Regions from separate parts of the Sus scrofa genome. Here regions 2, 3, 4, 5 and 6 are each linked to region 1. Evidence: chromatin contacts called from public HiChIP or PLAC-seq and promoter capture Hi-C data. All regions are on one chromosome and are shown on one strand. Each heading gives the region's core, a stretch centred on a gene start, on an enhancer-like site or on the middle of the called end of the contact. The rest is flanking DNA. Distances are from core to core; before and after follow the strand shown.

Region 1 (4,107 bases), core at 1,053-3,552:
ACGAACTCCCAATTCTAATTTCCTATCAATTGTCAGACCAAAAACCAAGAGTAGAGTGGCTCCCTAGAGCTCTAACAGCAGAAAAAAGCCCCCTCCCCCCATTCTAGATTTACTGTTAATTTTCAGGAGATATTTAGGAAGGTGAGTTACTGAAATCAATTAAGGAAAGAAACCCAGGATAGCTGTAAACATTTCATCTCCTAATTAAACCAGCTCAAGTCAATGTGACAAATGAATCTAAAGATAATAATGTTCCAAGGTTTTTGTGGGTTTCTCTCTTCCCCAAACAGATCCCACTTGAAGCTTTAAAAGAACTGGAGACATAAATGTTGATAAAAATTTAAGTATAAAATTAGGATTAATTAAGATTGCATTATTTAGTGAAGCACAAATTTATCAGCTAGAGCAAATTAATGTTTTCAGTGTTCAAAGAGACACCAGTTGTACACTTTCAATAATATATCAGGTATCAAAAGGAGCATGAGTTTTCCTAATAAAGCGGTCTTGCTAACGTCATAAGTTAGCTGGTGGATATCTTCTAGAAAGTAAATGAAAATAATCTGTAACACGTATCCAGGTCACTGGCTTTACTTAAAACTTACAAAATTTGAAAGCAATATTAGATCCAGACATACCTTTATTAAATGGCCTTTACAACAGTTCTGAAAATGTAACCTTGTAATCTTTTTGTTCCCCCACTTTGATAAATACAGAAGCTTGTTATCAAAACAATGCTAAAAGTCTTTGAAATATGACCTCCCTCACACCACATACAAAGTTTACAAGGAAAAAAAAAGTCTGTTTAAAAACAGAACTCACTCCTAATTTCGACCAAATTCTTTCCCTAATTCGTATAGCCTTAAATACATCCTTTAATCTTCAGCCAAAGTTTTGGTTGTGGGAAATAACATTAATTTGTCCTGTGCAATATTTACATACTATTTTCAGAGGAGGGCAAGGCTGTCCCTTTAACTTCAAGCTCAGTGAAGGCAGGGGCCACATCTTTGGTGTCCCCCTACAGTGCCTAGATGTCAACATTAAGTACAGTTCTTGGTTTACAAACAAGTCCGAGGCTGAAATTTACTTCCTCCTCTTTCCTCCTTGGTGTTGCCCTCCTTTTCTCTTGCCACCCAAGCCCGGCGGCCCGGAATTCATCTTGCTTCCCACGCCCCCTTTCCTCTTCCCTCCCTGGCTGGGTGGGCCACCTTTCCTCTTACCCCCAGGACCCTGTCGGCCTCCCTTTCTTTTGCCCTTCTGGCTCATTTTCCTCCTCTTAGCCGCTTCTTCCTGGTCCTCCTCCCTCATCTGCTTATTGGTGGCTCTGGTCACGTCCAGCTGAGGCTTTTTGCTGTTCATTACTCGCAACATCTCCAACTGGCTCTTCTTCTCAGCTGCAAAGTCCCCAAAAAGGGGTTGAAACTTCCTTTTCTTGCCAGAGCCCCGGGGCGCCTTCTCCTTGGGCAGGCGCTCCTGGAAGCGCCCTACAGAGGCGGTGGAGACCTTGGCCACCTGCATGGCGCGGCCCAGCTCTTCCTTACTCTGATGTCCGGTAGGGTGCATGCCGGCCGCGCTGGGCAGCTGCATCTTGTGCGCGCGGGCCAGGTTACGCAGCCGGTTCAGCTCGTTCTTGGCTACCCGTTCCTTCTTGGCCTGAATACGCTTGGCGAACTGGTCCTCCATGGGGTCGGCATTGCTCGGCACCTCAATCAACCATTCCTTGGTATCATCGCGGGCCCGTTGGTAGCCCCAGCGGCGGCGCCACTGGCCGCTTACCTCGTCCCACACCAGGTTGGTCTTCTTCTTAGGACGGATGCCCTTGAGACGCGCAAACTGCTGCCAGCGTGTAAGAGGGCGCGGCCGGGGCACCGGCTTCTCGCGCGGCAGTCGAGTGGTGGGCTCCGGCAGCCGCGCCACCAGCGTCTCCTCCACGCGCTCGGTGGGCAGCTGCCAGAGCTGGTTGATGAGCAGCTGCGTGTTGTCCCGCGCCAGGGCTCGCAGCTCGGCCTCCTTCGTGGGTCCCGCATGCCGCAGCCCGGTCGGGGGGTTCCGGTCGGAGGCCAGCAGGTTACCCAGGTCGAACTCCAGCTCTAGTTCCTTGTGCACGGTGATGCGCTGCAGCTTTTCCGCCTCGTCCCGCTCCGCCTTTGCCAACAGCTCCTCCACGCTCTGGCCCTCCATGGCTCCGGCTGTTCCGGGGTAACAGTTCCAATCAATTCTCCAGTAGCGCCGGCAAAGGCCAAGGCAACACAGCCACGTGCAGTCGCCCAGACGCTCGTCCCGGAAGAGAAAGCTCCACTTCCGGAGCAGCCGGAAAAGGCTCACAACGCGGGCGACCCGAAGAAGGGCCGGCAGAGGGCGGTGTTGGAGAACAGATGGGGTTAGAGACGGCCCTTGGGCTCCAGCCCGGATGTAGGCGGAGCAGGAGCGAGGAACCCGCGCACTACGAAGTCCAAGGTTTGACTGGCACCGGGGCTTCCACTAGGCAGTGGCGTGAGGGAGGGAGGGGCAGTGAAAATTTTGGGGGCCCCAGAATAAGGGGGTCTCGGAGCGACTGTGTTACACTAAGTTAAGTCAGTTCTCAAGATACTTACTAAGTCAGTTCTTCTTGGGAACAGATAAATTATATTTCACCAGAGCCCATGGGGCCCTGGGTGTGGGCCGACAGAGGTCCTTCCCACGGATGTACTTAAAGCCAAGTGTAGACGAAGACTTGGTTTGCTTTGGAAGCCATAGGCAGCTCTGAGTGGGCACGGCCGTGACCCCATCCCAGCCGCCCGATGCCTGGTCTTCCCCGCCCCGGGCTACATCCTCTCACATCCTCTCCTGGCTAGTGGCTAAAGAGCGACTGGCTCTTCTGTTAGACCGCCTTGGTTACAATCTTGACTGCGCTGGTGTTTGAACTTCAACTGTTTAACTTATTTGGCCCTATTTTAAAACCCGTAAGATGAAAGTACTAATAGTACCTACCTCCTAGGGCCACTATAAAGATAAATGAGTTAATATGCCCCCAAGGGAGCTTACTCTAGGGTCTGGATATCAGTGCTCTGAAGGTGAGCTAAATACCAATTACTGTTTAATCTTCGTAATGGCTTGAGGAGCTGTGGCTGGAAGGGCAATCTTACACAGTGATTAAACACCAGGCTCTTGAATTAAACGACCTAGAATAAGATCCATGTTTATTGTACCTGCTTTGGACGGATTGTTTAATATAAGTCCTATAAGTTAATAAATATGAAGCATTAGTTACTGGCACATAGTAAGCATTCAGTAAGTGTTAGTTACTGTAATTCATCATATTCCACTGATGACAACAGAAGACTCAGAGAGGTAAAATGACGTCTAAGGTTTTACAACTAGGGAAGCTGGGAGCAGGATTTATTTTAACGCTGGCTTTAAGACTACATGAATATTCTCTGCAATGTTTTACAGGCTCTTGATACTTGAAAAGTGTGGTGTGGTGACCTGGGCCTTAGAAATGTAGACTCTTTGGCCTCACCCCAAATGTAAAGATTTAGAACCTTCATTTTTAACAAGATAGCTAGGTGATGAGTATGGTCAAGTTTGGGAGGCACTGCTGGTTGTGTGGTTTACAGGTTTTATTTTATCTTAATTGGATTACTGAAGAAGGGATTAGTTGGAGAATTAACCCATGAATATAGATATCGCTGTTTGGAATAGATTTAGTTGAGGGTGAGCTCAAGAGGGCTTTAGCTACAGCCCCATCTATCACATCTGCCCCCCTGAGTTTCGTCTCTTCTTGAGCTCACTGTTTTTCCTCAGTTCTGCTTTGTTTATTCACTCTTTAAACATTTAGTGAGCATGTTTTATGCCCCAGGAATTGGGTTATAATATTTTTTCTCTTTTCCAAAAGCATTTTCAAGATTTGCTGCGGTTTTTCTGAGCCTTTGTCTTAACATTCAACACCAACTCTTTTTTACCAATCACTCTTTGGGGCCAAAGCTAGGTCAAAGGTCATATTAGGTAACTGCCTTGAATATTAAAGCCTTGGGGATTTGCCATAGGAGAACATTAAGGACCTTGAAAGGGCTGCTCTGGGCTCGACTTAGCTTCTAATTCATTCATTCATTCATTCATTCATTTAACAAA
Region 2 (4,107 bases), core at 564-3,063, 820 kb before region 1:
GTGTCCTTATGAATGCTGGTCAGATTCGTTTTCACTGAGTCACGACAGGAACTCTATTTTTTTTTTTCTTTTTTTATTGAGCTAAATCTGGATGGTTACATTTAACTGGAAGACAGACTAGGGAACACAATTTATGTTTGTGCAAAGGAAAGAAGAGTAAATGGATTTGGTGATCAACCAGCATCTTCCACAGTACCTGCGACAGAACACCCGCATTATGAAGAAAAAAAGATAAATTTGGAATGGAGCTTGTTCTAAAAAACTTTATAATCTACAAGTGTACCTAGAAATTAGTATTATATTTGATCTAGTATACTGAATCTTTAAATTCTAGGAATCTAGAAATAGTCTTTAGAGTAAAATTAGTTGAATTTACAGATTTCTCAGGACAAGAAAGTTTAGAAAAATTAATGTAGGGGTTCCTGCCATGGCACGGTGAGTTGAGGATCCAGCATTGCCACAGCTGTGACAGAGGTTGCAGGTGCGGCTCGGATTCAGTCCCCCGCCAGGGAACTTCTGTATGCCTCAGGTGTAGATGAAAAAAAATAATAATAATTTGTTCATTTTAATTAGGATCATTCTCAAGGTTTCCATTTTTATTTCCCGTGGTTTTTAGACTGTCCCAAATCTTGTCACTCAAATTGGAGCTGTAGCCGCTGGCCCACACAACCACAGCAATGCCAGATCAGGGCCATACCGGCGGCATATACAGGTTCCCAGGCTAGGGGTCCAATCAATAGGAGATGGCCTACACCACAGCTCACAGCAATGCGGATCCTTAACCCACTGAGCAAGGCCAGGGATTGAACCAGCATCCTCATAGATGCTAATCAGGTTCATTTTCACTGAGCCACGACGCGAACTCCCAGACTCTCCATTTTTGAATTTGGATGGTTGCATTAGGACAAGTCCACAGTCAAGAGGATCGAATAGACCAGAACTGTGAGAGACACAGTCTAACAGTGTGTAACAGTTTGGGGCGTGTGGTTGATAACAGCCACACAGTAGCTTTGAACTTGGAGATATGCACCTAGATCACCATGTAAATTATTTGCATATAGTTTAATGGTATTCTTTATCATTTTCTGTTCTGAATGAAACATTGTAGACATCTGAATTCTTCTTTAGTATTTAAGCAGACACGTGTGTCTGCGGTAACATCTGTACTTAGAGCTTTTCCATTCTGAAACTAGTTTTCCTGTCCTGAGCCGAATCTTAGTATTAATGGCATAGAGCTCTAAGGGAACTCATCAATCAGAAGCATTCACCTGTTCCCTTAACTTTAATCTCAATTCAGTAGAGATCTGAAACCTAGAGTTTACCGATTTTTATCCTACAGAAATGAAAAAGTGAAACAGTCCCCAATCCTTGTCAGATTGGTTTTAGTCTTCCCAAGAGAGAATCCTGAGGTAGTCGGCGGGCACGGACCTGGACAGCAGTTTCGTGCAGCTGGTAAGGAAACTGAAAATCGAGAGTGCCAGGTGAAGACCGCGCGGCTGAACCTGGGCCGGACGGCTGTTTCCGTGACCCCTGGAGCGGAAGGGGCCGCGCGCCCACCGGGGGGCTCTCCATATGCTTCCGATACGTGGATGCAGCGCAGCTGGGAGACCCATTCATTCAGTAGGAGCTTCGGCCCCGGGGGTTCCGGGTGCCAGGGCGCAGCCCCAGTGAGGAGCCCGAAGCGCCCCGCGTGGCGCCGCAGGACGCCCGCCACGCCCCACGCCGCCCTGCAGGCAAACGCGGGAGGCGGCGAGGCCCCGCCGGGCCGCCGTAGCGCTGCGGCTCGAGCCGCTCCTCCCGCGCCGCCCTCCGCCCCCTGCCTCCCGGCGCCGCGGCAGCTCTGGGCAGCCGACGCTGCCGCCGCCGCTTCCTCCTCTGCAGCCGTTCGGCCGCTGCGTGACGCGTCGTTTCCTCCCAACATGGCGGCCGGGGCAGGTCGGCGGTGATGGAGGCCAGTCCGCGGCCACGGCGGGTGCTAATCCCCACAGTAGCCAGGGCAGCCCTGCTCTCGCCGGGCCTCTGAGCCGCCGCCTCGTCCCTCGGCCTCCGGCTGACGGCCGCCGAGCTGGGCTCCCTCGCCGCCCCCGGGCCGGAGGGACAAGTGGAGCGGGGTGGCCGGCAAACGACCCCCGGGCGGGGAGAAGCGGAGGTCCCACGGGCGCGGCCCCTCTGGGGGCGGTGACGACCTCCGCGCTCCTCGGCCGCCCGCCCCTTCCTGATCCTGCCGCTGCCCTCCACGCCTCCTCTTCCCCACCTCCACCCCCTCTCCTTTCTCTCCGCTTTTCCTCCCCCTCCTCCTCCCCTCCAGCCGCTGGGAGCCGCGGGTCGGACGAGCCGCCGCCTCCTTCTCTGCGTCCATGTATGAGGGGAAGAAGACGAAGAACATGTTCCTGACCCGGGCCCTGGAGAAGATTTTGGCCGACAAGGAAGTGAAGAAGGCGCATCACTCCCAACTGCGCAAAGCGTGCGAGGTGGCGTTAGGTGAGTGGGGAGGAGGCCGGGGATGGGGGTGGGGGAATGGGGGGGGCGCCGGCGCGGGAGGTGGGGTCGCTGGGGGCTCGCCCTGAGCCGGCGCCGCTAACCTCGGGGAGCCCTCGCCGAGCCCCGGCCGCCTGGCTGGAGTTGACAGTAACTCGGCTGGATGGGGGGCAGAGGCAGGGTGGAGGAGGAAGGGCAGTTAGTTAGCTCGGCCCGGGGCCGGCGGCTGCGCTCGGGCTCGACTCGGGAAGAGCAGGTTGTGTCGGCCGACCGTGCGGTGCGGACAGGCTCTCACCCTTTGTGAGGCGGCAGCAAGAGGAGCTGTTGTTTATTGGCGTGGAAAATTGAGGTGGAGCTGATTTGGCAGGATTGGGCGTGGGAAGGGTTCTGTCTTGTAATTTCCATAACTTTGTCGTTTGGCGTGGTACTTTGGGAAGCTAGGCTGAAGTTGTTCCCTTGTTGACAGTCTCGAGAAGGGGTTTGCGAGAGGTGCAGCCTGTTCTGACATCTCTCCGCCTCCGCCACGGGAAAAACAGAGTAATGTGGTATCCGACTGGGCTGACCTGGAAGAACTAGACCGGAGGTTAAGGGGTGGGGGGGCGAGATAAAAGCGGGGAAGGATAGGACCTTTAGATAAGATGGCTTTAGGGGACAAGGAAGGAAGGGTTTGAATGGGGAAGAGGAAAAAGACAATGACACCCACCAGCCACATGTTTGGACCGTGGCAGCCGCTCTCAAGCTTGAATTCTGATTTATAGTTCAGACGGAAGCGATCTAGTGTAATGAAGCCCATAGCGGGGTAAGTCCGAACAATACCTACAGCGAGGCCAGGCAGATGAGGAATTGTTAGAGAGGACCCACCGGTGGATCTGTTGCATCCATCAAGGATGAATTCGTTTAAGGCGAGACCAGAACATTAAACACAAAGATGAATTCCTAATGCCTGCGCTTTATTTTATAGTCCCGGAAATAGACTACATCAAATTGAGAGAAAACGAAGCTTAAGTGGGCTTTGGGAAAAAAGCATCCTTGAAGGGGAAAAAAAAATCCAGAATAACTTAGATGTATGCTAAAGGGTCACGACAGCTTAAAAGCAACTTTTCCTTTTAATTATTTAAATAAGTAGAAGACTTTTTTCCAATACTTAGATTGTATTTTATTATTATAATTTTTAATAATTATTTCCCCAATACAATTTTTTTTTTGTACTGTACAGAGAAAACTTTTTAACTTGCTATAATCTATGCTTTTTTCATCTTCTATTTCGGATCCTTTGAAGTGGTATGAAAAACGTTAAAATTTTTTCATTAAATTTTTTTTGAATTTTATATATAATGAGTTTAAGTTTAGGTTTTTTTTACCCTTCATGAATCAGAAGTTCAGCTTTTGCTATTGTAGCTAGCAAAAGACTGTTTTAGGTGTATAAGAAGATGTTGTACAGTGGTGAAAATTGAATTTAAATCTTGTCCTAAAAAAAATAATTATTAATTTGGGGTGGGATGAGGGAAGGAGTGATTTGGGGAATTTTTAAAAGAATTGTTATGTGTAGGCTTATGAATAACTTGCAGGTTAAAGCAGTTAAGTTCAAACTAAATTTTTAGTGTATGAAACTATATTTTCCATGTTAAA
Region 3 (4,107 bases), core at 932-3,431, 690 kb after region 1:
ACTTTTTAGTTTTTTTTACAGCTTTCTATATTTAGGGTTTTTTCTTTTTCCTCTGGTGTAGCAGTTAATTGGTTTGGTTGAGTGTTACAAATGAGACTGGTGCTTCAAACACTGGACCTATGCATCATCTCTTTTTATTTTGGACTCAGTACTCATTACTACCACTCCCTCCTGTGACTTTGGGAAGCAGAAACCAGCCAGACGTGTTTTTGCTATATGTCAAATGGTGTGAAAGAGACATTTTCTACTCTATTTTGCTCCTTTTCTCTTCTTATTAGAAGGATAACCAATAATAAGGAAAGGCAAGGACATTTGAGCAGAAGTAACTTAAAAAAAATTTTTTTTTTGTCTTTTTAGGGCAACACCCACAGCATATGGAGGTTCCAAGGCTAGGGGTTGAATCAGAGCTGTAGCTGCCAGCCTATATCACAGCCCACAGCAATGTCAGATCCCAGCTGCCTCTGCAAACCCACACCATAGCTCAAGGCAAAGCCAGATCTTTAACCCGCTGAGCAAGGCCAGGGATCGAACTTACTTTCTCATCGATACTAGTCAGAGTCGTTTCCACTGAGCCACAAGGGAACTTACTTACTTCTTTTTTTCTCTTTTTATTTATTTATTGGCTGCACCCAGCACATGGAAGCTCCTAGGCCAGGGATGAAATCAAGACCCAAGTGTGACCTATGCCACAGCTGCAGGGCCAGATCTTTAACCCTCTGTGCCTCCTGGGGGATCAAACCCAGAGTCTGCTCTGACTCTGCTGCGGCTGGATTCTTAACTTATGTTCCACGATGGGAACTCCCTGGTTTTCAAATTCACTTAGGACGAAGTACTGGAGAAATTAGCAGAGAATACAAGTTGGGATATTCTCTCTCACACTCTTTTTCCATCAGAGGGCTCTCAAATTCCTTCTGACTTAACTATATGAGGTTATGGTGCAGAATCAACCTATGAAAGATGTTCCCCACGTGGCACAGTGGTTAACCAATCCGACTAGGAACCATGAGGTTGCGGATTCGATCCCTGCCCTTGCTCAGTGGGCTCGGACTCCACGTTTCTGTGGCTCTGGCGTAGCCCGGCGGCTACAGCGTCGACAAGACCCCTAGCCTGGGAACCTCCATATGCCGCGGGAGGCGGCTCTAAAAAGGCATAAAAGACCAAAAAAAAAAAAAAAAAAAAAAAAAAAAAACCAACCTATGAAAGAGAATCCAGAATCTATTCAGTGAGGTTACCGAGGGCAAGGGAAGCATTACTCTCAGACAAGTATTTAAACTTTGCTTTGATAAACTTAATACAAGACACTGTTTTAAAAATACTTCTTCAAAGGAGTTCCCGGCGTGGCTCAGTGCTTAACGAATCCGACTAAGAACCATGAGGTTGTGGGTTCGATCCCTGGCCTTGCTCGGTGGGTTAAGGCTCCGGCGTTGCCGTGAGCTGTGGTGTAGGTTGCAGACGCGGCTCGGATCCCACGTTGCTGTGGCTGTGGCGTAGGCCGGCAGCTACAGCTCCAATTCGACCCCTAGCTTGGGAACCTCCATATGCCGTGGAAGCGGCCCAAGAAATGGCAAAAAACAAAAAGACAAAAAAAAAAAAAAATTCTTCACGAATTTGAGAACATTCTCTCATCAGAAACCTCTTCCTTACCCCCCAAATTCCAAAATAAGTTTCTTTTTAAAATAACAACACCAAAAAAAAAAAAAACACCCCTGCAACCTTTGAGCTACTAGGAAGATGGTGCTAATGTTCTTAGCAAAAACGCAAAAAAAAAAAAATTTAAGATTCTGAATTACAACTCACAGAAGCTAATGAAATATCACAAAACTGCTTCGTCCTGAGAGAGTTGCTAGAGTGGAAACTTTCAATTTGAATTTCTGAGCTAAGGCGCGGAGAGGCTGCTCCAGCACCAGAACGGTGGGAATTGTAGTCGGAGATGTGTGACTCTTTCTTAGCTGGTATCATCGTTCAGCGTTTAGAGATTTATGGACGGAAAGTCGTTTGGGCCAATCCACTGTTCTCGGGTTCTCATTGGACCCTCCCGTTCAACACTTCGGGCCTTTCCCTTGCTCACCAATGAACGCTTTTTCCTAAGAAAGCCTTTGTCGATTGGATTTCTTGTTCTTGCTTTGGGACGGTATAAGCCAATAGGAGTGCAGAACCGGCGGAGGTGACTGGGTCATGGGAGAGAGTCCGTAGAGCCTTTCCCCGCCAGCGCCCTCGCTCTTTGGCTCCTGGAGTCGGTGTGGTAGTCTTCCCACGCTGAGGCCGTCTTGGAAGGAGGGAGCTGCTCTGTGCCTCCCGGATACCTCTACCTCATCCGTTGGTGTGTCCCTGATGGTGAGGCAGGCTCTGGATTCTTAGAACCCTGAAGCGGTAAGTAGAGTCCAGAGACTGCAGACAAAGCGGTGGAGCCAGGAAGGCCGCAGAAAGCGTCCCCTGCACCCATGGGCGAATCAGCCTGGGCTGGGCGGGCGGCGGGGGCGGGAGGGGGGTCTCTGCCCGCCTCTTGCCAAGACCCAGCTGTGAGTCCCATTAGGCTCTTAAAGCGCCCGACTTCCATGGGTCCCGTTAAAATGTTATCTCTGTTCACTTTCTCACCGTCCCCTGCAGTCCGATTTTTAGGAACCCCAGCATTACTAATGGCTGTCATCTCACTTCTTCATCTATCTCTCCAGGTTTTTCTTTGGTAACTTTCTTTTGGTTTTGTGCACCTACCTGTCTTCTGAGAGCTGAAGGACATCGTTGTGTTTGGCTTCATTCAAGAGAGATCAGCGTTCACATTTCTATTTTAAAAACTGTTTTTGGAGGCGTTCTTGCATCTCCTTTCGTGCTAGTGTCTTGGTGGGTTAGGGCAGTGCACAGCTTCCCGCGACACCTGGCCGAATAGAAGTGCCTATAGGATCAGGCATTGTTCTTGTTTAGTAATTGCTGGTACGCTTATCAATATCCCAAGTTCTAATTTTCTTGGATCCTGACAACTACTCAGTATTGTTATGAGAAGAAAGTAAGGCTCAGAGGAGGTAACCCACCTTCTCAAAGAGTTACAGTTGGTTGCTAGGAAAGGGAAAGCCAGATCTGATGTTAATGCTTACTTATTTTTTTACAAAACTCGCTTAATTGAATGTGGATTTACGTTATGTGTATTTTCTGAAGCTCTGTGAGAGCTAAATAATCCTTTGAGGTGAATGGTAAATTTGGCTGAAACAAAATCAGGTGTTTCATGACAGGTGCCTCACATACATCTATTACTGACTCAGCTTCTCAAAGTGTGGGTCTCTGACTAGCAGCATAGATTTCACCTGGGAGCTTGTTGGAACTACAGAATCTCAGTCCTCACCCCACCTACTGAATCAGAATTGGCTTTTGTAACAATATTCCACAGGCAACAAGAATGTTTGTTAAAGTTTGAGGTTCATGTATTTACTTAAAATGATTTGTCTCAATTGAACTAAACAAAGACAGTGTAAAACTTTGTGTTATTCCCTACTTTTTCCTGGGTGGATCCTAATTGGAACTTCTTCCTTGTCAGTGGGATGATGAGATTGGAAGTTTTAACTCGTGGCTTTTGTTCATCTTAAAGGAATGGGAAAGGCTATAACTTTTTCAGAAACATTCCCACTGAGTAGTCCTGTAAGTACTCTATAGATGAGGTGGAGCTCTCCAATTGCAAGGCCACTGTTGTGTGCCAAAGGCTATCACTAGCCTGGTTCCTGGCCCTCTGGGCCAGTGGTTGGCTCTGCAGATTTCATTTTTGTATGGGATTTGTAATGGTGACAGGACATTAGCCCATGCTTAAGTTGGTTTGTAAACAGAGTGTTGATAATAGAGGCATCTAAGAGGCAAACCCTTTAATCAAGAAATCTCAATGTTTTCAGTCTGTTGCTTTTTGTTTTTTAAATCCTTTTTAAAATGGCTGAAGTAATGATATTTTATTTTGAGAAGACTACCTCCCAAATAATATCCTGTTAAAACTTTTTTTCTCTGAGTCCTTTATTTTGCGCTTTCTTGCAAACTTCGAAAATTTAACTTTTAAAATATTTTGTCTGGGATATGAACCCCCCCATGTGTTATGAATTAAAGATCCTTAGATTGGTTTTAAATTGCTTAGAA
Region 4 (4,107 bases), core at 874-3,373, 570 kb after region 1:
TACTACTCAGCCATAAAAAAGAAATAAATAATGCCATTTGCAGCAGCAAGGATGGAACTAGAGACTCTCATACTAAGTGAAGTAAGCCAGAAGGAGAAAGACAAATACCATATGACATCCCTTATATCCAGAATCTAATATACGGCACAAATGAACCTTTCTATAGAAAGGAAACAAACTCATGGACTTGGCAAACAGACTTGTAGTTGCTGAGGGGAAGGAGGAGGGAGTGGGATGGACTGGAGTTTGGGGTTAGTAGATGCAAACTTTTGCATTTGGAGTGGATTAGCAATGGGATCCTGCTGTATAGCACAGGGAACTATATCTAGTCACTTATGATGGAGCATGAAGGAGGATAACATGAGAAAAAGAATGTGTGTATATATACATATGAATGACTGGGTCACGTGACCTGGTCATACATATCTTTGCCCCAGAAAGGAAAATAAATTAATTAATTAAATTTAAAAAAATTTCTATTCAGACTGAAAGGAAATGTGAGATTGCTTATTGTATAGAAAGCAGTTTCTGGTCCTACTTTTTTAAAAAGTATCATAACTCGTCCATAAGGATTCATAGTATGTTAATCACTAGTTATTTAACAAAAAGCTAAGATTGGTGATTCTTTGGATTCTTTAGTCAGTAATAAGATTGATTCTTATTTAACCTGTTGTCCCTTGTCTGTCCCCCAAAGCTGTACCTGGTATGCTGTTACGGTGCTGAGAGCTATAGAAGTACTAGCAGATAAAGTAGCTAGTTCTTCTAAGCATGCCATCGTTTTATATACCTTTTTTTAAAGAGTTGGTCTACTTTCTCAGTAGTCAGATGATTAGTTTCTGACAAATGCTTAAACTTCAGTGTTAGCATTAACATTTCTTTGACACCTTCTGAAAAACTTCAGCATTCATCCCAATTTTAAAGGATCTCTAACCCTCAGACTTGCCCTATCTAGGAACTGTTCCCACTATGGAACAGATTTCCAGTCCTTCAGCATTTAATAAACTGGTTCTTCTTCTTTTTTTTTTCTTTTTGGTCTTTTTAGGACCGTACCCGTGGCATATGGAGGTTCCCAGGCTAGGGGTTGAATTGGAGCTGCAGCCTATGGCCTGTGCCACAGCCACAGCAATGCCAGATCCGAGCTTCATCTTCTGCCTACATCACAGCTCACAGCAACGCCAGATCCTTAACCCACTGAGCAAGGCCAGGAATCAAACCTGCATCCTCATGGATGCTAGTCAGATTCATTTCTTCTGAGCCATGATGGGAACTCCAATAAACTGATTCTTAATGTCCTTCTTCCAACTAGTTTTAACCTATTTAGTCTACTGACCTCATGTTGTGAAAATTCTAAGTTTGAGGCAACTTAGATGTATACGCTAAAAAATTGGGATGAAAAGATATGGGAGGAAGGAAGGCTGAGGAGAGACAGGCTGATTGATTAGAGAGAGCAGAGGGCTGGCAAAAGGCTGACAGCTGAGTGGTTTGAACTGAGAAGTGCCCAGAGCCATGTCCCCCTGATGTGGCTCCTTTGAATGTCACTCCCCAGGCTTTTCTCAAGTTCCTGCTTTCACTTAGCTCAGTGGACGGAGAACCTGGAGCCTCCCTCATGCAATTTGCTCCTTTTGAGTATGTTGGCTTTGATAACCAGCTTTCTGCAGGCTGAATTAAGAGCCCCAAATGGTCTTAACAAACAAAGATTTTTCTCTGTCCAATTGGCCATACACCTGGTCTCTTGAAATAAAGTATTTTGACTCTTAAATTAGTTAGATCTGTTGAAATGGATTCTATATTGACTTTTTGTCAAAATTCATCATTCTTTGCTCTAAATTTAATGTCCCTAAATTTAATAAATTATTCTTTTAGTTACACATTTTTCTAGCCTACATAATAGCAAATTCTAATACCTTTAAACGTAAATGAATTATTATAATTCTTCTCCACACATACACTTAGAACATCTTGTATGTTCCTTTGAAAGATTCTGGCATGATTATTAAATAGTAATGGAAGCTGCCAGCTTGACAGTTCCTTCTTTTCATGGAATTCACCAGAGCTCATTGACGTCATCCAGACTGGAAGCAGAGACTATGGTCTCTCTGCCAATATTGGACAAGATATAATAGGAGTATTTTTTTTTTCATATCTACGCAAATGCAGTTTTCCATTTTCTTTTACTCCTGCTACATGGTAATGTTCCATTCTATGTAAATGTGTTTTGCCCATTATCTTGAGCTTTTTCTTCATTTTAGCACATTGTTCCACCCCATACTAAGGCTGCGCAGGAACCTTTCAGAATATTTACATTGTAGCATAAAAGGCTTTTAGCCTTACTCATCTTTTTGTCCCTCATTTCTGTCAGCCTCAGGCTCATTGTAGAGAATGAATATATTCTTGTTGCATTAAAATCACTAAAACTGAAAAAAAAAAGTCACTAAAACTGTATATCTTCTGCCAGTGGGGTTCCATTTGTATTTCTCTAAGTATGATCTGTATTCGTTGTAAACCAGATTCAGCCCTTCTGTTGAATCAAATGTCTCATGTTGTCTTTATCATAATGACCCACTATGAAAGCAAACAAGACTTTTTCTAGTTTTGCCTTAGATCCTCATGTGCATTTGATTTGGGGTTTTTCTCACCTTCCTAACAGGACTGTGTTAGACTTGGATCCTTGTTTCTTACTTAGTTACATGATCAGAAAGAACATCTGTTTCGATGTTTATTTTGAGTTTAAAACCTTAGGTCATACTGATTTTATTGTCTCAAATTATCTTAGTCTTTAATATATGGTAACTCCCACCCAAGGGCAGATCCTGTTATATTCAGGAGGCGTTTTATTGCTTTTCTAAGAATAGACATTGTTGCTTGTCATTTTCCTCAGCCATGAGTTTTTCTTTGCTCTATTGTTTTTCTTCTTATCTTTCATACTGTACTGCCTGGTCATTCCTTTCTTATTTACAAGTGTATTTTTTTTTTTTTTTTTTAGGCTTCATTTTTCTAATCTGCTAAGGCGGCTATCCATCATTTGTAATTTAGTCTCTCATTCAGATGTGAACATACCAGCCTCTACTGAGGTCTACAAATAGACTTGTCATATTTGTCTGGAATTTCTATTAAATGTTTAGTTTGTTCTCGGTCATTCATTTATCTTGAAATCATATCTGGTTGTTTCAGAAATATTTCTGTAATAGTTCACGGAGATGTCACAGGAAAGAATCTCATGTCCTTTCCCCTGTCTTTTTCATCATGAATGTTCCTGCCTCATTCCTGTAACAATCCCCTTGCCAAGTAGGGCTTATAGAGATGAGTACTGCTGTGCTGAACCAAATTAGAAAGCAGAGCATTCTTCCTGACTGTGTGTATTTTCAAAAACGTACCTAGTGTTCCAGGTGATTGTGAAATGTCTGCATTTGACAAACTGCTGGGTTTTGTTTCTTCTTTGGCTCAAATCTCCTAGATATCTTCCCTAACCTTAAAGCATAAATTAGGGAACCTATAGGGATTGGACCTTAACCTTAATACAATTTAATGGTTGTTTAATTCTACTTGTCCTTTGGAAAAATGGAGAAATTGGAGATTTAGCTTTGAGCTTTATTTTGTACCTTGTACATTAAGACCTTGTGTGTTTTCTCTTCCTTCTTTTTATCTCAGCTCACTAATAAGGGAATTCAGAATCCAGTGAATGTGGAGCTATGTTCAAGTCCTACGTTTAAGCATAAGAGGACTCCCATGTATCACATATCCCATCCCTGAAGGATGGAAATGCCTGGCCTATAACAATAATAAGCATACTCTTTAAAAAAAAGTTTTTTATTGACTGTTTTATTAAATCCTGTCAAAGTGAATATTGAATTCTGCAAGCTAAAGTTATAGGAATTGCTTAAGGGAAAGAATATTAGTTATACAGCTTATTCTCATGTTAACATTGATCTAATTTTAGATTATGAGTAGATAGATCATTTGTTTCTTTGATTTGTAATTAAGTTTGGAATGTCAGGTTTATTTTAAAGTAATGACATTGTATGCATATTTTGAAATCTTTAAATATGTGCATTTATTTCTACAGTGTGTATACAGTGGCCTTCAGGATGAGTTATGCTATCATGAAGA
Region 5 (4,107 bases), core at 554-3,053, 550 kb before region 1:
CCACCTGGTTCCCCCGCTCCGCCTGAGTACTATTAAACTGTAGGAGCCCCTTCCCAAAGCGAAATTGATTCTGTCTCCTCCAGTCGGCCTAAGGGTCAAAGCCTAGGGGTGGGGTGGGGGAGTGGATAAGGTTGGTAGTGAGAGAAAACTTGTTGGCACACCTTTCCAGGGCATTATCGTTCTCCCAGGAATGTGGTCAACGTTTTGTCCTAGGCTTCTATTATTAATTTCAACATATGCAGTACACCCCAAAACTTAGTGGCCATATGCTACCACTAGAAAAGAGATATCTAGATTCCCGGGACAGTGGAACTAAGTGACCTTTATCTTGTTAGTTTGTACGAGGGCTTGAAAGATAAATTTTCTTCAAATGGAATTTAATGTCAAAACCACAGGCGGAGTTGTGGATTCCATAATACTAATGTTGTCTTAACTAAATGTCACACAGCTTTCTAGGAGTGGAGGATACAGCTCAGAACCAAGTGCCCTGCACTCTGAAACTGAGAGTGAAAAGAAAAACTTCCAGGTAAACAAATACATTATTTCCTTGCACTGTAACAGTTATGCAAGCACCTACAGGCATTTAGAGACACGGCAGAAGGATTACTGGAGAGAGAAAAGTTAAGAAGGATTGCGTGGCAGAGAGCTCTGAGCTGTGTTTTTAAATGTAAGTTTAAACTCCCAGTCCGAAAAGTCAGGGGAGAGCTTTTCAGGCAATGCTAGCCACCTTATGCAAAGTTTCAGGGTAACTAAAGAAAGATGAAACTGGAGAGGTGAATTGTGATGCCCCCCCTCCCCTTTTCCCCCAGGGGGAAAAAAATTGAACATCTATGGTAGACATTGAGGATACAACAAGGAGCACACCTGGTCCCTGTGTTTTGGAACTTAGAATCTAATGCGGGGGGGGGGGGAGAATAACTAAAACAAGCAAATAATGAAATAATTAAATACCGTTTGAACTCTTGGATGACAACCAATACTCCCCCTAGATTAATTCAGTCTCGGAGCAGAGTTAGTTCCACAGAGCAATGCAGAAGATTAAACTGTAAACTATTATAGCAACTGGGTACTGGACATTTTCGGGACATTAATAGCGCCTAGAGATGTTAATTTTTACAAACACACCAAGGCATGACCGTAGCCATCCACGAGTTTCCACAGCTTCATATGATCGCTAGAGAACGCCCAAGAGAAGCTTAGTGCCCAACCACGAGCCCATAGGATTTTACACATGTGCGGTGATTCATCTGAAAGTAAACTAGGATGTCATGTATTCTCTCAAAGCCAGCATTCAGAACTATTTATCTCAATTTTTCCAGACATCCTTTTTTTTTTTTAAGTCTTTCAACAAACTTACTGCATTTAAAGTACCTGCACCTACATAAAAACAATTCTTTCTCCCATCCCCGTTTAAGGATCTATTTTTAATATGGCGGAGGCCGAGCCTGCGCAGTACGAACAAGGAAGGTCAATTCGTTTTCTGGCATAACGTTACATGCCCTTCTTCCGGTGCGGAAGGCTATACCATTCCTTACATAAACGCTGTTTTTGTCTTAATTCACACATATAATTTTCCAAGATAATATGTCTTCATTTAATCCACAAGGAGATTCCTCTGTCTCTAACTATTGTGTAACTGCTGTTTACACCGTCGCGTTCCGGAAGGACCCCCGCCATCCTCGAATGGTCGGTACCAACTTCACCTCCGGTTCTAGGTGTCATGGCTGCCTCGAGAGTCTAGTACCAGTTTGCACCTGCGGTGGGGTGGGTCTGAAGCCCACACCCGGAAACCTAGCGAGGTTGAAGTTGCGTCTTGGTTGTAGGGGCAACAACTTCTCCGAATCCTCTGCGATGGCGGCTTCTGGGAGTGGTATGGCCCAGAAAACGTGGGAATTAGCCAACAACATGCAGGAAGCCCAGAGTATCGATGAAATCTACAAATACGACAAAAAACAGCAGCAAGAAATCCTGGCGGCGAAACCCTGGACTAAGGAGTGAGGAGGTCCCTGGCGAAATGCTGGGGAGGGAAGGGTGGCGGGAGTTTAAGAGACCCAGTAGGGGTGGGAGCTGAAGCGGGGACTGGGCTTGTCTTTTCTTGTGCAGGGAAGAGGAAGAGTAAGCGTCTGAGAATTTTTGCTTTGCCTTTTTATCCGCGCAAGTTGAGCGTAAGTCCCTCCTTTGGGGCTCGCTTGACTCCCCTTTCTGTCTCTTTAACCCGTTTGCCTCGGGAGAATGGAAAAGGAAAACGGCAAGCGGTGATTTGGGCTTTTACTCCTCAACACCCATACCGTCACGTATGCTACACACTCTGCCTTGAATCCTGTGTCGGTATACACTTTGTTGGGACTTGCAGCAGATCTTAGACTGGAGACTGTAGCTGTCTTCAGAAATTGAGCCAGCCCAACGGTCTTTAATTAAAAGCCATCGTTTAGATCTGTAATTGTTTTTCGATTGCTGGTAATTATTTTAGAAACACCGCGAGGTTCTACTTAGTCTCCCAAAATGTTAGCAAGTTCACATAAGCTACAAATTAAATCAATAGAGTTCTTTGCCATTTAGCAAAACAGCTGTGTCCCTGAGAGTGATGACAGATCGAGGATTCTTTCCCACAGCATTTATCCTTTCCTGAGAGCAGATATTGTTAGAGATAGAGTTAAAAGAGCACCGTCTCTAACAGAGAGATAGATGGGAAAGCGGTGGTCAACAACAAAAACCATGCTTCATCTGTCCCACAAGGCAAGCTTTAATTGTCATTATTCAGATTCAGCAATGTTTATTGAGTACTTACTAAGGACTGAGCACTGAGTTGGTTTGCCTCACCTGCTCTTTCTATAGCAGGCTGTGCATTTTAGGTTGATAGAGCCTATTAAATATTTGGAAACTATTAGCCTCGCTGTGTGATTGTATCTCTAGTTATATACAACCTAGCTGTCTTGAGCCACATCAGTGAGACCAAAATGTAATTTTATTCAACAGTAGTTTAGTCACAACCACAGATGAAAAACTTAAACAGTGATCATAGCAGAACTAAAGATAAGGCTACATTTTCCATTTTGAGGCTGATACCACAGAAAGAAGCCACAGCCCTCAACAGACTTCTTTGAGAGTTCTGTAAAAGATAGGTTGATAATGCTAACAACAGCTAGCATTTAAAAAGTTTTAGTATGTGTCAGGCACTAGGCTAAGTACCTTATATACATTATTTCATTTACTTCATTTCCTCCTAGCAACAGCCCTGTGAAATATCCCTATTTATAGATAAGGAAACAGGCACAGAATTAAGTGAATGTCTCAAGGTCACAGCTAGGACATGGTAGTGCAAGGATGCAAAGGTAGGCAGATGGATGTCAGAGCCCACATTTTTTTGGAGGGGGCACACCCATGGCATACGGAAGTTCCTGGGCTAGGGGTGGAATCAGAGCTACAGCTGCCATTCTACACCATAGCCTCAGCAACACCAGATCTGAGCCACATCTTCGATCACACCTACTGTGGTGATCATTCCACAGTATATGTAGTACATCATGGCAATGCCAGATCCTTAACCCACTGGGCGAGGCCAAAAATCGAACCCACATCCTCATAGATATTAGTCAAGTTTGTTACCACTGAGCTGCAATAGGAACTCCAGAGCCCACATTCTTAACTGTTAGGCCAAAACGTTAGGGCCTGAGAATAATGAGGTAAATCCATCCAACCAGTCAGAAACCAAAATTTGGCACAACCTTGTAAATCAACTCTAAATTTAAAAAGATTTGGTGATACCAAAATTAATGGAGAAAAAGTCTACTGAAGTGGTCATGTAAGAATAGCATATTAAAAAACTTTTTCAGAAGTTCTCTGGTGGCTCAGCAGATTAAGGATCCAGCATTGTCACTGCTGTGCCTTGGGTTCAATCCCTGGCCCAGAAACATCTGCATACTATGGGTGTGGCCAAAATAAATGCCCACTATTTCATAGTGTTCCCTTTCCCCAGTGGGAAATACCTTGCAAGGTTATGATGTGTTTCCATCTCCCTTTTCTACTTCCTCCTTCTTTCCATTCTACACTCTTCCTCCCCATTCTATCAGTGTTAATTCCCTCAATGCTTGTTAATCTCCACAAAAA
Region 6 (4,107 bases), core at 1,006-3,505, 520 kb before region 1:
CTAGGGACCATTTTCAGTCCTTGCATTCTAAATAACAGCTTGCTCTAACAAAGAGTGCAAGCCAAAAATGCAATAGAGTTTGCCAGCAAGACAGAAAGCACAATCTTTTGTAACCTAATTGCAGAAATGACATCTCATCAACTTCACCTTATTCTACTATTTAGAACAAGTCACAATGCCTATCCCACACTCTGGGGGAGGGTTTCATACAAGAACGTGAATCCCAGGAGATGAGATCACTGAAACCATGTTAGAAGTCTGCCTACCATACTTACTTATATTTATAAATCTCAAGATCAAAACCAAAAGGAAGAGCTAACCCCAATAAATGATCATCGCATAGAGTTCTGTGATGATACACATGTCTGGGCCCTTTTCTCAATGAAAGTAATCATTAAAGTGTTTTCTGTGAGTATATACACTAATGGTCAGGAAATATATTAATTGACAGATACATAGAACAATATTCTAAATAAAAAGTGTGCTTCTGTCTAAAGTTACTTGGAAATTCTATTAAAGACCTTAGAGAATGTGTTCTTTAGCACATTCTTCCAAGAGTGTCTTTTAAAATTATTCACAACTTTTTTTTCTACAAATACAAATTTCTCATCACCTGTCAAAGTGTGTAAATCTTTGAGCATTTTATGCAGACCTTATAAACGTGGCACTGAAGAAAAGTATTTCTTGTAGTCTGCCAATTTTCTGCTACATTGCAAAGTACACAGATGATTGTTTAACACTGTGTGTCACTAGACAGGAATTACGTTTCACGTCTTAATGAGAAAATACTGTCTATTAAACTTGTTACATTAAAAAAAAAACAATGAGTGATTCAACCATTTTAAACTATGAAAATACTAGCAGTCACAAAGAGATTTTCAATTCTATAAAGCGTAGAATCCAAAGTGGACTTTCAGAAATAATGTTATCATTTTTTAAAAATGATAACACAAATGGATCATACTCCTTTTATAATGACATATGAAACTATTATAAAGATTAATGGAGCAACTGGTTTCCAATGAGGCATTGCTAAACATATTTCTGTAATGCTAGCAGCAAGTTACATGAGGGCTACACAAAACAATACGACAGCCCTGCATATATTGCTGAATCTATTGTTCCCAAATGAATGGCCTATAAAATAGGTAAGAAAGGCATCTGATTTTTGCTGTAGTGTTTCAGCCATATTATTTTCATCATTCTTTTATTTCTTCATATCCTTCTGTAGCTGTTTATTCCATTAGGTACCCTCCTCCTGAACTTCTTTCCCCAGTGTCTGAATCTGATTTATTGGTTTCTTAATCATTGAATTGGTATTTGTTCTTCTCAGAACAAAACTCACTTCTGATACTCTCTGACATCTTAACTAGCTTTGCTTCCCTCTTCCATTCAAACCAGCTGGCATAGCTGACTTGCTCTTTCTCTTTCCTCACCTTCTCCCTCACCCCCATTCGTGACCCCACAGTTTCAATGATCAGTTCCATTCTGGAAACTATCAAACCTACCCCACCTCACATTTAACATATGTAAACGAAATTCATCCACTTCCCCTCAAATTACTTGCCACACTCTCCTTTTTCTCCAGTATCATCCCTTTATCCTATCTAACACCTAGGAATTATCTTCAACTTCTCTCTCCCTTTAACCTATCCACTATCGTTTTATTAAATCATGCTTCAGGATGCTTCCTAAATTTGTTCATTTCTTTTCACTTTCTTTGCCTTCACCCTAATCCAGATCAACACTGCTTCACAACTGAAAAATGTCCGGAAAGTGTTTAGGATTCATCTGTCCCCAACCCCTGGTCCCTTTTTCTAGCTTAATCTTACTGTAACAGTCAGTGAGATGTACGAAGATATGCTTGAAATTAGGAGCCCAGGGGTAAATTCTCTCCTGCCACCTCAGGTGTCACCTTCAACATATTTCTTTGCTTTCTCTAGGCTTAGGAATTTCCTCATCTGTAAAATGGCAAGTTGGACTGTTCACATGAGCTCAAAGCCACCTTGTAATTCCAACAATCTTCTACTCTCACATTGCTTTTTTTGTCTTTTTGCCATTTCTTGGGCCACTGCTGCAGCATATGGAGGTTCCCAGTCTAGGGGTCTAATCGGAGCTTTAGCCACTGGCCTACGCCCGAGCCACAGCAACGCCAGATCCGAGCCGCGTCTGCAACCTACACCACAGCTCAGGGCAATGCCAGATCCTTAACCCATTGAGCAAGGCCAGGGATTGAACCCGCAACCTCATGGTTCCTAGTCGGATTCGTTAACCACTAAGCCACGACGGGAACTCCTACTCTGACATTTCTATGTTCAAGAAATAGCAATGACTTTTCCAGCATGTCCCCACGCTAAAGATCACAGCCATTACTGTTTTCCAGCTTGTACAGTCCCTTGATCTAGATTGCTCACTTTACCATATCCCTAATGAGGGCCAGTCTTTCCACTGTAAGTGTCAATTCCTTGTTCTATTGTTCTTCTCCTTCATCTCCTTCTTCTGTAAATTATGCATTTCAAAACACAGTGACTGTTTAAGTAAAAGGCACTTTGCCAGGTCCTGGGACTAGTGAGGTTAAAGAAATAATCCTGCCCTCAGAGAATTTACCATCTTATTGCAGATATGAGGAAGTAACAAACATATAGCATTGTGTTAACTGTTATGCTAAAGAAGCATATCCCAGTTGTTTGGAGGGCAAAAAAGGATTATTTATGGAAACTTCAGGGGGGAAATGCACTAATTCCAAGGTGAATCCTTTAATATTATAAAGGAAATTAAGAATTTAGGAGGAAAGTTATCTTCTATTGTTACCTTGAGAGAGGAGGTGAGGGTAAATTTTTTTTTTTTTTTAGAACAGGGCATACCGAGCCAGGTGCCAGATTGGAAACTCTGGAGCACAGAGGCAAGCAATGAGCCTGGTTATTATAAATGTAATGCAACATCGACCTAAGGAGTTTGGATTTTATGCGAGGAGAGGTAAAGTATGGACTGCACTTTTATTCAAACAATTCACTTCCCGGTCGTTTATTGCGAAACGTGGTAACTAGGCACTGAAACTGTCAAAGCTGATGGCAAGGATAATCTAGTAGGGGAAAATGATGGCCTGCCAACAATCATTCTGGCACCCGGCTGGTCCACTAAGACGCTAATGCAACCGATGATTTACAGCCGCATCAAGCTAACTGACCTCCACTCGAACCCTACCTAGGGGCTACCACCAGCCCCCGCTGCCACGTCATAGACTGCTCCGCCCGCTGAAAGCCACAGGAGAGCTCTTCCAGTGACCTCGCGAGATTTCCCGTGAGCCCGCGGCGGACTCTAAGCGTCTGTCTGGTCGCCCAGCAACCGGGGCTGCGGAGGAGCTTGGCACTTGCGAAATTGACCAAACCCGAATCACTGACCCGGCTCATCCTGCTAATGGTGAGATGCCTTACGGGGAAGAAGTGTGGGAAATGAGGAAGCCCTAGGGCCACGTTTCTCAAACTTAGTAAGGCTCTCACAGGGCACTTGTTAAAATACAGATTCACAAGTCTTATCTCCAAACATCTAGAATTTCCAGAAAGTCTGAAAATCTCTATTTTAAACAAAGGCCTAGAATCAGGCAAGGCTGGGAAATAACTGTAGACGAAGAAGACACTGGTGGAAGGGTACCCACAACGCTTAGGATGCGAGATTTGTTAGCATCCGGAAGCCACTGAATTGGGGGCTAAGGGAAATATACAAAAACTCGATCTGGAAGCGTCCCCTGCATCTAGCCGGTAGGAGCCCCAAACTATGAAAGACAAGCGGTCTACTGAAATGGATTGCCAGAGCGCATGTATGGCAGCTCTAAACTGGCTAGGATAGAGATGGAGCTATCCTAGCAAGAGGAGCCCTGAGATAAGAGATATGTAGTAGGGAAAAACTGAAAAAGCAGTTTCTCAAACTTTAGAAAATAATGAACCTCTTTTAAAAGAAAATCAAGGATGTCTCACAAGTGTTGACATAATTATTTTTAGTATACTGTTCTAAAATGTATCCAGGAGTTCCCGTCCTGGCACAGCAGAAATAAATCCGACTAGGAACCATGAGGTTGCTGGTTGGATCCCTGGCCTTGCTCAGTAGGTT

Evidence for each region. Promoter capture Hi-C pulls out the DNA fragments that hold promoters and counts their contacts. HiChIP or PLAC-seq counts read pairs in DNA pulled down with a chosen protein or histone mark.
Region 2: a promoter capture Hi-C map of fetal liver shows a contact between it and region 1, with 2.6 times the contacts expected there. The contact joins the promoter of ARFGEF1 here to the promoter of RRS1 in region 1. A contact is called at or near these places in 1 of 5 promoter capture datasets (fetal liver), 1 of 47 Hi-C or Micro-C datasets (embryonic fibroblasts) and 1 of 2 datasets of contacts at active chromatin or transcription factors (alveolar macrophages).
Region 3: a promoter capture Hi-C map of fetal liver shows a contact between it and region 1, with 4 times the contacts expected there. The contact joins the promoter of ARMC1 here to the promoter of RRS1 in region 1. A contact is called at or near these places in 2 of 5 promoter capture datasets (fetal liver and liver), 1 of 47 Hi-C or Micro-C datasets (embryonic fibroblasts) and 1 of 2 datasets of contacts at active chromatin or transcription factors (skeletal muscle).
Region 4: an H3K27ac HiChIP or PLAC-seq map of skeletal muscle shows a contact between it and region 1, with 4 times the contacts expected there. The contact joins the enhancer-like site here to the promoter of RRS1 in region 1. A contact is called at or near these places in 1 of 5 promoter capture datasets (liver), 8 of 47 Hi-C or Micro-C datasets (alveolar macrophages, embryonic fibroblasts, epiblast stem cells and 3 more) and 1 of 2 datasets of contacts at active chromatin or transcription factors (skeletal muscle).
Region 5: an H3K27ac HiChIP or PLAC-seq map of alveolar macrophages shows a contact between it and region 1. The contact joins the promoter of COPS5 here to the promoter of RRS1 in region 1. A contact is called at or near these places in 2 of 5 promoter capture datasets (fetal liver and liver), 6 of 47 Hi-C or Micro-C datasets (alveolar macrophages, embryonic fibroblasts, epiblast stem cells and 3 more) and 2 of 2 datasets of contacts at active chromatin or transcription factors (alveolar macrophages and skeletal muscle).
Region 6: a contact with region 1 is called in an H3K27ac HiChIP or PLAC-seq map of alveolar macrophages. The contact joins the promoter of PPP1R42 here to the promoter of RRS1 in region 1. A contact is called at or near these places in 1 of 5 promoter capture datasets (fetal liver), 1 of 47 Hi-C or Micro-C datasets (embryonic fibroblasts) and 1 of 2 datasets of contacts at active chromatin or transcription factors (alveolar macrophages).

Annotation. Positions count from the first base shown.
Region 1 is chr4:68,285,911-68,290,017 of Sscrofa11.1, forward strand. It overlaps RRS1 (ribosome biogenesis regulatory protein homolog), which reads right to left and starts at 2,303. Exons shown (of 1, transcript XM_003125604.4): 1 at 1-2,303. The coding sequence starts at 2,178. The coding sequence ends at 1,081. All of the region lies in intron 1 of LOC110260284 (a long non-coding RNA gene), which reads left to right.
Region 2 is chr4:67,463,704-67,467,810 of Sscrofa11.1, forward strand. It overlaps ARFGEF1 (brefeldin A-inhibited guanine nucleotide-exchange protein 1), which reads left to right and starts at 1,814. Exons shown (of 39, transcript XM_001928010.7): 1 at 1,814-2,481. The coding sequence starts at 2,358.
Region 3 is chr4:68,980,862-68,984,968 of Sscrofa11.1, forward strand. It overlaps ARMC1 (armadillo repeat containing 1), which reads left to right and starts at 2,182. Exons shown (of 7, transcript NM_001190196.1): 1 at 2,182-2,370.
Region 4 is chr4:68,859,613-68,863,719 of Sscrofa11.1, forward strand. All of the region lies in intron 3 of PDE7A (high affinity cAMP-specific 3',5'-cyclic phosphodiesterase 7A), which reads left to right. Among named protein-coding and RNA genes, the nearest start is that of PDE7A, 84 kb to the left of the region's middle. Within about 2 kb of position 2,124, at least 4 of the 83 cell types and tissues checked have an H3K27ac peak or open chromatin away from gene starts, as enhancers often do. A contact at or near this core is called in skeletal muscle, where this site is marked.
Region 5 is chr4:67,739,013-67,743,119 of Sscrofa11.1, forward strand. COPS5 (COP9 signalosome subunit 5) reads left to right here and starts at 1,804. Exons shown (of 8, transcript NM_001105300.1): 1 at 1,804-1,994. The coding sequence starts at 1,852. The region is part of intron 3 of CSPP1 (centrosome and spindle pole-associated protein 1); the gene reads right to left.
Region 6 is chr4:67,769,500-67,773,606 of Sscrofa11.1, forward strand. It overlaps PPP1R42 (protein phosphatase 1 regulatory subunit 42), which reads left to right and starts at 2,256. Exons shown (of 9, transcript XM_005663043.3): 1 at 2,256-3,420. All of the region lies in intron 3 of CSPP1 (centrosome and spindle pole-associated protein 1), which reads right to left.